Linked DNA regions of Mus musculus: region 2 is linked to region 1. The links are chromatin contacts, called in public promoter capture Hi-C maps. All regions are on one chromosome and are shown on one strand. Each heading gives the region's core, a stretch centred on a gene start, on an enhancer-like site or on the middle of the called end of the contact. The rest is flanking DNA. Distances are from core to core; before and after follow the strand shown.

Region 1 (4,227 bases), core at 1,127-3,626:
TCAAGTATCTCGACTCTCCATGCTTCAGTATGAAGAAATCCTCACAAGAAAGTCCGTATCTCTCTAGAGCTTCATTCAGTTTCACTGGCGGCTCTAGGTAATGCTGGAAGTGATGGCAAAAAAGGGACACTTAGAATCCAGACACTTGATGGCTATTCCAAACAAGCACTCAAACGGAAAATAAAATCAAAACACCAAAAGTTGCCCACATAAAACAATCCCCTTTTCTTTGAATGAACCATTTGCAAATCAGACAAACACGTCTTCTTACCCAACGGAAGCCGTTAATTACTAAGTCACTAGAACTGTTGACTGCTGGATAGAAATGAGTCCATCCAAAGTCTGTGTGCACATGGGCCGCCTTGCATCGGTGGCATTAGATTACACAAAAGCTGATCATCTCAGGATACATTTCAGTGTAACTGGAATCAATACCAAGAAATGATACTAGAGGACTGGATGTTAACATTTAAGCATCTGGGGCTCTGCAATCTGTGTTTGTGTGAACAAGCAAATATTTTTGGATGGAGAAGGGTGGTATCCACAAAGCCCCCATGAACAAACCATGTCAGAGGATGAAGGTGGCCCCTGAAAACAGATACTGCAGCCCAGTCCCCTGACTCCCCACGTTTCCTCAGTGATCTTAGCACCATAAAAAATGGCACAATAGAGGCTGGCAAGATGGCTCAGCGGTTAAGAGCACTGACTGCTCTTTTGAAGGTCCTGAGTTCAAATCCCAGCAACCACATGGTGGCTCACAACCACCCATAATTGAGATCTGACTCACTCTTCTGGTGTGTCTGAAGACAGCTACAGTGTACTTACATATAATAATAAATAAAGCTTAAACAAAATGGTACAAAACACGCTCCAGAATGTTTTTTGCACACTTGAATACTTTCTTAAAAAGTTTGAAGTGTCTTGGCAAAATGCCTGGCAGGCAAAGATACTAGATTTCAAACCCGGAGCCCTGAGTTAGATCCCCAGACCCACATGGTATACGAATAAAATTGACCCTCTCGACCTCTACATCCATCCTGTGGTGCCCATGCTCCGTACAAACACCCAATGTAAATTATTTTGAAAGTGCAGACCACTTGAACATAGAATGAAATTGTTTTTACAAAGAAATTTAAAGTATGAAAGTAAACAACTTAATTTGTTTTTAAAATACAATTTTTGGAAGGGCTGTGAGAAATGGCTCCGTGGTTAAAGCACTGGTTGCTCTTCTACAGGACCAGGCTCCATTACTAGCATCCCGAGGTGGCTGAAAACTGTTTGTAACTCCAGTCCCATCAATCAGATGCCCTCTTCTGGCCCTCTTGGGCACCAGGCACAGGTGTGGTACACAGACATATATGCAGGCAAAACACTCATGCACATAAAAACATTTTTAAAAACACATAGAAAACTAGAGAATCGTTGTGATGTAGTAAAAAGAACAATTTAAGAGAAATATATAGCTACACCACCAGAGGTATAAGCACACTAATAAATATTATTTCTACTAATTATTAGAGAATTTCATACACGTGTACAATCTATTTCAATAACATCCACTCCTTATCCCCTCCCTCATCTCCTCCCAGTCCCGCCCCATTCCAACTTCATCCCCCTTTTTAAAAGTTATTTCCCTTCTGACCTAAATCTCTATGCTGTATAATAGCTTTTTTTTTTCTTAATGGATTCGAAGTTTCTTTTTCCCTACCTACTTAGAAAGGTAACATTTAGAAGTTAAAAAACAAGTCAACTTTTCTGAACTAGTCGCCAGTGGGGAGTCTGTCTGTCCCCTTCTGTGAAGACTGTCTTCTAGGTATCTACAGAGCATGCCAGCTCATGAACCAGACAAAAGTCTTACCCTTCTAATACAGAGACCAACACAAAGGGAAATAAAAAGGGAACAAAGTGCTGGAAATGGGGTCTGTCTTAAAGACAATAATCTCAGGGGCCCTCCCAAGAAAGCCCCCTCTAAGCATACACCCAATAGCTTGGGCTGCTCAGGGCACTGTAGGCAAGCAGGTTTTCACCCCAAACATGAGGCTCCCAGGTCACGCTGTGCTGTGATTTGATTCAAATTGTAAAGGTCTTCTATAGAAATGAGCAGAGTGCACCGGACAATGTGTGGGATGAAGGCTGAGCTGTCTGTGAGGGTGAAGAGGGAGGCGGTTCTGGCTAGAGGAGGAGACAGCTTATATGTAAATATGACTGGGGAAGGAGCTGATCTAGAAAGGTGAAAGAATCCAGACAGTAGGAAGATTAAGGGACAGGAAGAGCTCCTTCACCAAGCCCCAGTTTACATTCCCCACTGACTTTAGACACAACTAATAAATCCACAGTAAAGACTGCCTGCACAGCAATTCTACTCTTTCCTGAGCAGCATCACAACAGGAATAAGGCAGCTAATGAACAGTCAGCCAGCAGCAGTTAAGGCAGCAGTTAAGCCAGAAGAATGCTATAAACTTCTATAACTTTCTAATACTCCATCTACTGAGCCATCTGTCCAGCCCCAAGCTTATCTTTCTGAATGCCTACACTTGAAATCTGCCCACGGTGTTTACTGCTTCTTAATATTGAGTCACCCTGATTCTGATCTAACCTGCAATTCTCTTCTGTGACTTACGATCCCAGCTACACAGGAGTCAACAACGTCTCTAGAAGCAACTCCTCAGACTGCCCAGCAGGAGTGCTGGGCTGCGTCTCCTCATTGCAGGATGGGGCCAGGCCTGCTGCCTGCAGCACTCAATCCTTTCCAGGAGTGATGAGAAAATCAACAAAATATAAAAGCCAGGAAGCTTTTCTTGGGGCTTAACATATAATGTGGGTATTTTCCTCTCTGTTTATTTCCTGCCTGCAGCTATGTTTAGAGGGTCGCTGACAGCGTTCAACCAACTACTAAATAATTAGGTGTTGCAGCCTATTTGATCACACTGTGAATCCCAAGATTGTGTTATTTACTGAAAAAACCCTGTTTCTAGTTGTGGTGTGGCTCAACCTTAGCACACACCTTTCATCCCTCTGGCTGGAATACAGACACATCCTTACTACACACCTTTAGTCCCAAACAATGAAGGTAACATTAGTTTGTAGAAGGAAGCACCCATGTTTGAAAGTGATGTCTAATTGAATGGCAGAAAAAGTGATGAATCAGAGAAAGTTTTGACAGAATAGGATATGCCCAGCTCTCAGAAGAGAGAGGAAAGGGAAGCTACTTAAGAGAGCAGGAGAGAGAGGGGGGGGGGGAGGGAGGGAGGGAGGGGAGAGAGAGAGGGGGGGGGCAGTTTTAAAAGAGGACAATCAATCCCAGCACTCGGGAGGTAGAGGCAGGAGGATTTCTGAGTTCGAATCCAGCCTGGTCTACAAAGTGAGTTCCAGGACAGCCAGGGCTACACAGAGAAACCCTGTCTCAAAAAACAAACAAACAAACAAACGAACAAAAAAGAGGACACTCACACAGAGACAGGTTATGGGAAGAACAAGTTAGATACAGGTGAAGACAGAATGAGCCAGCGAATGAGAAGGAGCCAGAAGATTGGAACAGGTTGCTAGGGTTAGTGTGAAACCAAGTAGAGCAATTCAGGAGAAAAGAGCAAGAAGCCAGATTGAATCAAGTCAGATTGGAGAGGAATTTTGAGCTAAGACAGCTGAGTTGAACCAGCCAGGTAGAGATGAAAAAGAACTACATAAGGGTGAACTTATTCAGTAGCCAAGTCTCAGAGGCTGAAAACATTCTAGGCCTAGATAAGATTGCATGGAGGCTGGAAGCTTCCAAGACCAGGCATAGGTTAGAAGACAGAGGTAGTAAACCTCGGAGACAGCAATTACATCAGGCAAACAAAAGATAATTTTACAATTCAGGCTTTTACTAAGCTTTATTTATACTGTATTCTTCGAGACAATTCAGCACGATGTTTGAAGGCTTAATAGTGAAATGGGTCTTGACATCTGAGGTTTAGATCTTCTCCCTGTCTCTCCATCTCAGCAAAGAGCCCTCCCTCGTGACTGCCCATCACTGAGGCTGAGTCGTCAGGCTTTCCTTTACAAAGGCTTAATAAATACTACTATTCCATCTAGGTCACTGACAGGATACCCATGGGATGTCCACACACACAACCACACAGAGATGGCAGAAGAAACTGCCATCAAATGGCAGTATACGCATGCAACAGGTTGCCTCTTGCCAAATGCACACATGTCCCTCTGGTGGGGGTGGGGAAGCCTTCCTCCTGG
Region 2 (4,227 bases), core at 1,054-3,553, 720 kb before region 1:
AGTCTGAGGGATTACTACATTTATTGGAAGGGCACACTAGTGTCACAGCTGACCTATGGAGATCAGAGGACAACATATGGAGAGCTGATTCTCCCCATCTTAGGGACCCTGGGAATTAAAATCAGGTGGTCAAGCTACACAGTAAGTGCCTGAACCATCTTAACGTTCCCAAACGGATTTTTTTTTTCCTTTCAGTTCTGCATCTTGTCTTTATTCTGCCTCACGAACATGGTCAATTAGCTTTACAGACTTTCTAAGTCATGGGGAAATAACCTTGGATTTGGGCAAAACAAAATTGATCTTTCCATTTTAACCTTCCCAAATAGATTTTAAATGTTAGTTAAGACTGTAAAAAATCACCATTAACAGACATCTCACTAAGTCATATAGATATATCGATATATCTCACATTTTAGGCCGGTACTATCACCACTCAAAAACTCCAACAATGTAATACCTACACTCACTTCTGCAGAGAACTCAGGAAAAGCAAAAGCGCAGCTTACCCAAGGAAGAATGATACCAAACTGCACATGGACAGACTCTGCAGCATTTTATAACTTAAATCTTATATTTAACCACTGCAACATAGAGATTTAAAATACTAACCATCTAGAACTCCTAAGCAGAAGGAAACTAAATTTCATCCTCAAAGCATTCCTAAGGCAATGCTCCAACTCCCTAGGAGAGCGTTACACTGGGAACAAGGGTACACCGAACCATTAGCTTGGCTTAGATGTTAGCATTCTTTTACATTGTGAATGATGAACTTTTCTATTCAGATAATTTTTCAAGATCTAAGGTACCATTAGATCAGCAAGGTTACTGGCATTTCACCAGCATTCCAAAACAGAACGGAATACTTCACAACAATGTGTGACAATGACAACGTATATTTATATAACCTCGTGATCACCTAAAGATCTACTTTCCAACCCATATCCACTTTGTATTAGTCAGATCTCTACATATCCACAGATGACTAGAATGACCCCTCATTTTAAAGAAAATACGGAAAACTCTGCTAGCTTACATTACAAAAGAAAACTGAAAAACAGTTGGGAATTCCCCCCCCCCACCCCACCCCACCCCCGGCAGAAACACTCTGAAGCCACTTGATCTGGCCAAAAGACGTCAAAACATCCGATTTTATCATTTGCTGAACGAGAAAGAAAGAAGAAAAAAAAAAAAAAAGAATATGGCTGAAAGCTTCTGAAGGGTAGTATTTAAAACAGGACCACGCAAAACACTTTAACAATATGGAATGTGGGCACCTCAGAAACCGCACACTTGGTGCCCTGCGCACGACCTCATCTCCCTAGTAGGGATGAAACATCCTGGTCCCCGTGGTCCCTGGGAGCTTCCAGCTTCCGCCAATACACCCGACCACCCACTTTTTTTTTTTTTTTTTTTTGGACAGGATATTCTGGCGTTGGAAGCTGCGTCGCAAACATGAATTTCCTGCGATCCAGTCCGATCCCTTTCGTAATCTTTAAAAGACCTGTTCTCTTCTGCCTCCCCAGCCAAAAACACACCGGGGAGCGGGGTCCTCTAGACCCACTCCTTCACGCGCGTCCTGCTGCGCGTTAACTGGAAGGCGAAACCGACACCGAAAACCAGGAGTTTCAGCCATCCCCCCGGTCGGCGACCGAAACTCCAGGCTCCATTTACTTCTGGCCCCGCGGAAGGCTGCAGCCCCGCCGGCCGCCGGCGCTCCCCTCCCCCGCGCGGCACCCACCTCGCGGCAGCGGCTTCGCCTCGCCGTTCTCATCCCGGGCGGCGGCGCCGAGGCCGTGCTGCCTCCGCTTCTCCTTCTCGCGCTTCTCCTTGGGTCTGCGCGGCTTGGCGGCGGCCGGCGGAGCGACGGGCGGGAGCAGGACGCGGTGAGGCTGAGCGTGCAGCAGCGAGGGAGTGACCAGCAGTTTGCGCGGCAGCGGCTGAGACGAGGAAGCGGAGGCTGAGGAGACGCTCGGGCTGGCGGAGAAAGAGTAACAGCTCCGAGAGGTGGACGAGGAGGAGGCGGCGGGCCGAGCCGCGAAGCTCCACGCCGCCGGGCTGCCGAAGCTCTGGGGCTGCAGCTGCCCGCCGTTCCCGCCGCTGCCCCCCTCCCCGTTCACTCTCCGCGGCGCCTTCTTCTCCTCGGTGCGAACCTTCTTGGCAGACATAGAGCCCGGCGGCTCCCGCGAGGAAGGCTGTACTTTGCCAGATGCTTCCTTCTCAGAGAGGAGAGCCACGGCGCCGCGAGCTGGGTTCGGCGGTTCCGCCATTTTGCGCTCCTGTTGTATTTACTCTCCGCCGCTCCCCGGAGCGGGGGCGCGGGGCGGGGTGCCTAGGTCCAGGCCGAGCTCCCATTGGGCGCGCTAAACTGAGAGATCCCGGAACAAACCAATCAAAGACGCGGACAGAAGCCGTCGGGGTGGGGTCACCGAGCGGACCTTCATTTGGAGGTCAGAGGTCTTTTCGGCGCGGCTGATGGAGAGCTCGCTGAGAAGGGAGGATCTCCCGACCGTCGCTCGGGAGCCCCGAATCTGCCCGGACCGAGGTAGCGCTGCCGTTCGCTCAAAGACTTTGCCTTGTTTGTACCGCTCTCTCTTTTTACCTTGAGGTGGCTTGGGTCCCTTCTGCAGGTTCTGAAAAACGAGTTCTGGGTTGCTCGTCTCGGAGAAAATTTGTCGAGAGTCCGATCAGCAAAGGCAGAAATGGTGAAAAGTTGCCTTATTTTAACTAAGGTCGTAAAAGTTCGTACTTTAAAAGAGAGTTTTCTGCAGAGCTGGAACTTGGATCACTTCCGATCGTGAAGATAAAAATCACCCACCGTTTGGAGGCTTTAAATTGAGCTTGAGTGCTAAAGGTTTTCACTTTAATTATTCTTTAAACGACACCAGGAAAAAGCCACTAGCGGTGTTTGTAAATGTTTGAAAATGCAGTTAGAGTTCTGTATTTCAGAGTCAGCGCTATGAAACTTCGCCAAGCATGTACCTTGATTTTTATCTCAAAAGATAAGGAATTTGGGGGAATGGGTTACAACACAGTTCAAGCTTTAGACAAGAGCATGCCTTAAAGTCTTAGATCTTTTGTGAGATTAGAATGTAAAGATAACACATGATCATATTAGCTCAGCAAGAAAAAGGAGTTTTCTGATCCCCTAAGAGGGACATTAGCAGTTACTTTCCGCAGCTAACAGTTGCCTTTCAGGAAACTGCAATGGTCTGTTGTTACTCCTCTTTTACTCCAAACCCACTTCTTTAGGACTCGGTGAGGGGAACACATCAAAATCTAACGCTGTTTGTAAATACATTTTTCTTTTTTTGGTTGGTTGGTTGGTTCGTTTGTTTTTTGAGTCATAGTCTTCCAATATTGTCCTGGCTGTCCTGTAAACCAGCCTGGCCTCGAACTCAAATCTTCCTGCATTTGCCCAACTCCCTTTCCCCCAGTGCTGGAATTAAAGAAAGGTGTGTACCACTGCATCTGTCCTCATTGTTTTTAGTTTTTAGAAGTAAATTGTTAATATATAGAGTATTCCCTGAAGCTAGACCCAGAGAGACAAATTTTGCATATTTTCTCTAATGTGTGTAATCTAGTTTTAAAAACACACACACAACATAAAAATAGAAGGGAAATGGGAAAAAGAAAGGTGATGAGCATAAGAAAGAAAGTCACTTCATCTCCCTCACCTGGGAATGAGTATGTCTACATCCAGGGCAGGGGATGAGGGAGTGGTGGTGTGACTGAGCAAATAAGGGTACAACATGGAAAGTGTTGGAATGAAACTGAACGCTAAGTAAGAAAACAAAAGGAAAAGGGGTTTCCTCTCTAGATTATCTAATTGGGACATTCATAACAGTGTCAGTTAGTCTAATGATTTTTTTTTAATTTTTTCGGTTTTTGAGACAGGGTTTCTCTGTATAGCCCTGGCTGTCCTGGAACTCACTCTAGACCAGGCTGGCCTCAAACTCAGAAATCCGCCTGTCTCTGCCTCCTAAGTGCTGGGATTAAGGGTGTGTGCCACTGCTGCAAGGCTCTAATGATCTTTTTAAAATGCATTTTTCTATTTTTTTCTCTTTTAGAAAGCATTTGCTTGTGCAGAGGGGAACAATGTCCGGGAGCAGAATTAATGATCTATTAAATAAAAACACATCTATGTTATGTCTGCATGGCAAAAATTAAATATCCAGCCAGACAGTGGTGGCTCACGCCCTTAATCCCAGCACTTGGGAGGCAGAGGCA

Evidence for each region. Promoter capture Hi-C pulls out the DNA fragments that hold promoters and counts their contacts.
Region 2: a promoter capture Hi-C map of embryonic stem cells shows a contact between it and region 1, with 2.8 times the contacts expected there. The contact joins the promoter of Rsbn1l here to the enhancer-like site in region 1. A contact is called at or near these places in 6 of 39 promoter capture datasets (HPC-7-derived erythroid cells, embryonic stem cells, hippocampal neurons and 2 more), 7 of 115 datasets of contacts at active chromatin or transcription factors (bone marrow-derived macrophages, embryonic stem cells, memory CD8 T cells and 3 more) and 1 of 9 other capture datasets (embryonic stem cells).

The regions. Positions count from the first base shown.
Region 1 is chr5:21,665,260-21,669,486 of GRCm38.p6, forward strand. Napepld (N-acyl phosphatidylethanolamine phospholipase D) reads right to left here. Exons shown (of 5, transcript NM_178728.6): 5 at 1-103. Among named protein-coding and RNA genes, the nearest start is that of Gm51277, 6.6 kb to the right of the region's middle. Within about 2 kb of position 2,377, at least 21 of the 459 cell types and tissues checked have an H3K27ac peak or open chromatin away from gene starts, as enhancers often do. A contact at or near this core is called in embryonic stem cells, where this site is marked.
Region 2 is chr5:20,949,519-20,953,745 of GRCm38.p6, forward strand. Rsbn1l (round spermatid basic protein 1-like) reads right to left here and starts at 2,304. Exons shown (of 8, transcript NM_001080977.1): 1 at 1,739-2,304. The coding sequence starts at 2,267. It overlaps A630072M18Rik (RIKEN cDNA A630072M18 gene), which reads left to right and starts at 1,471. Exons shown (of 1, transcript NR_030699.1): 1 at 1,471-4,227.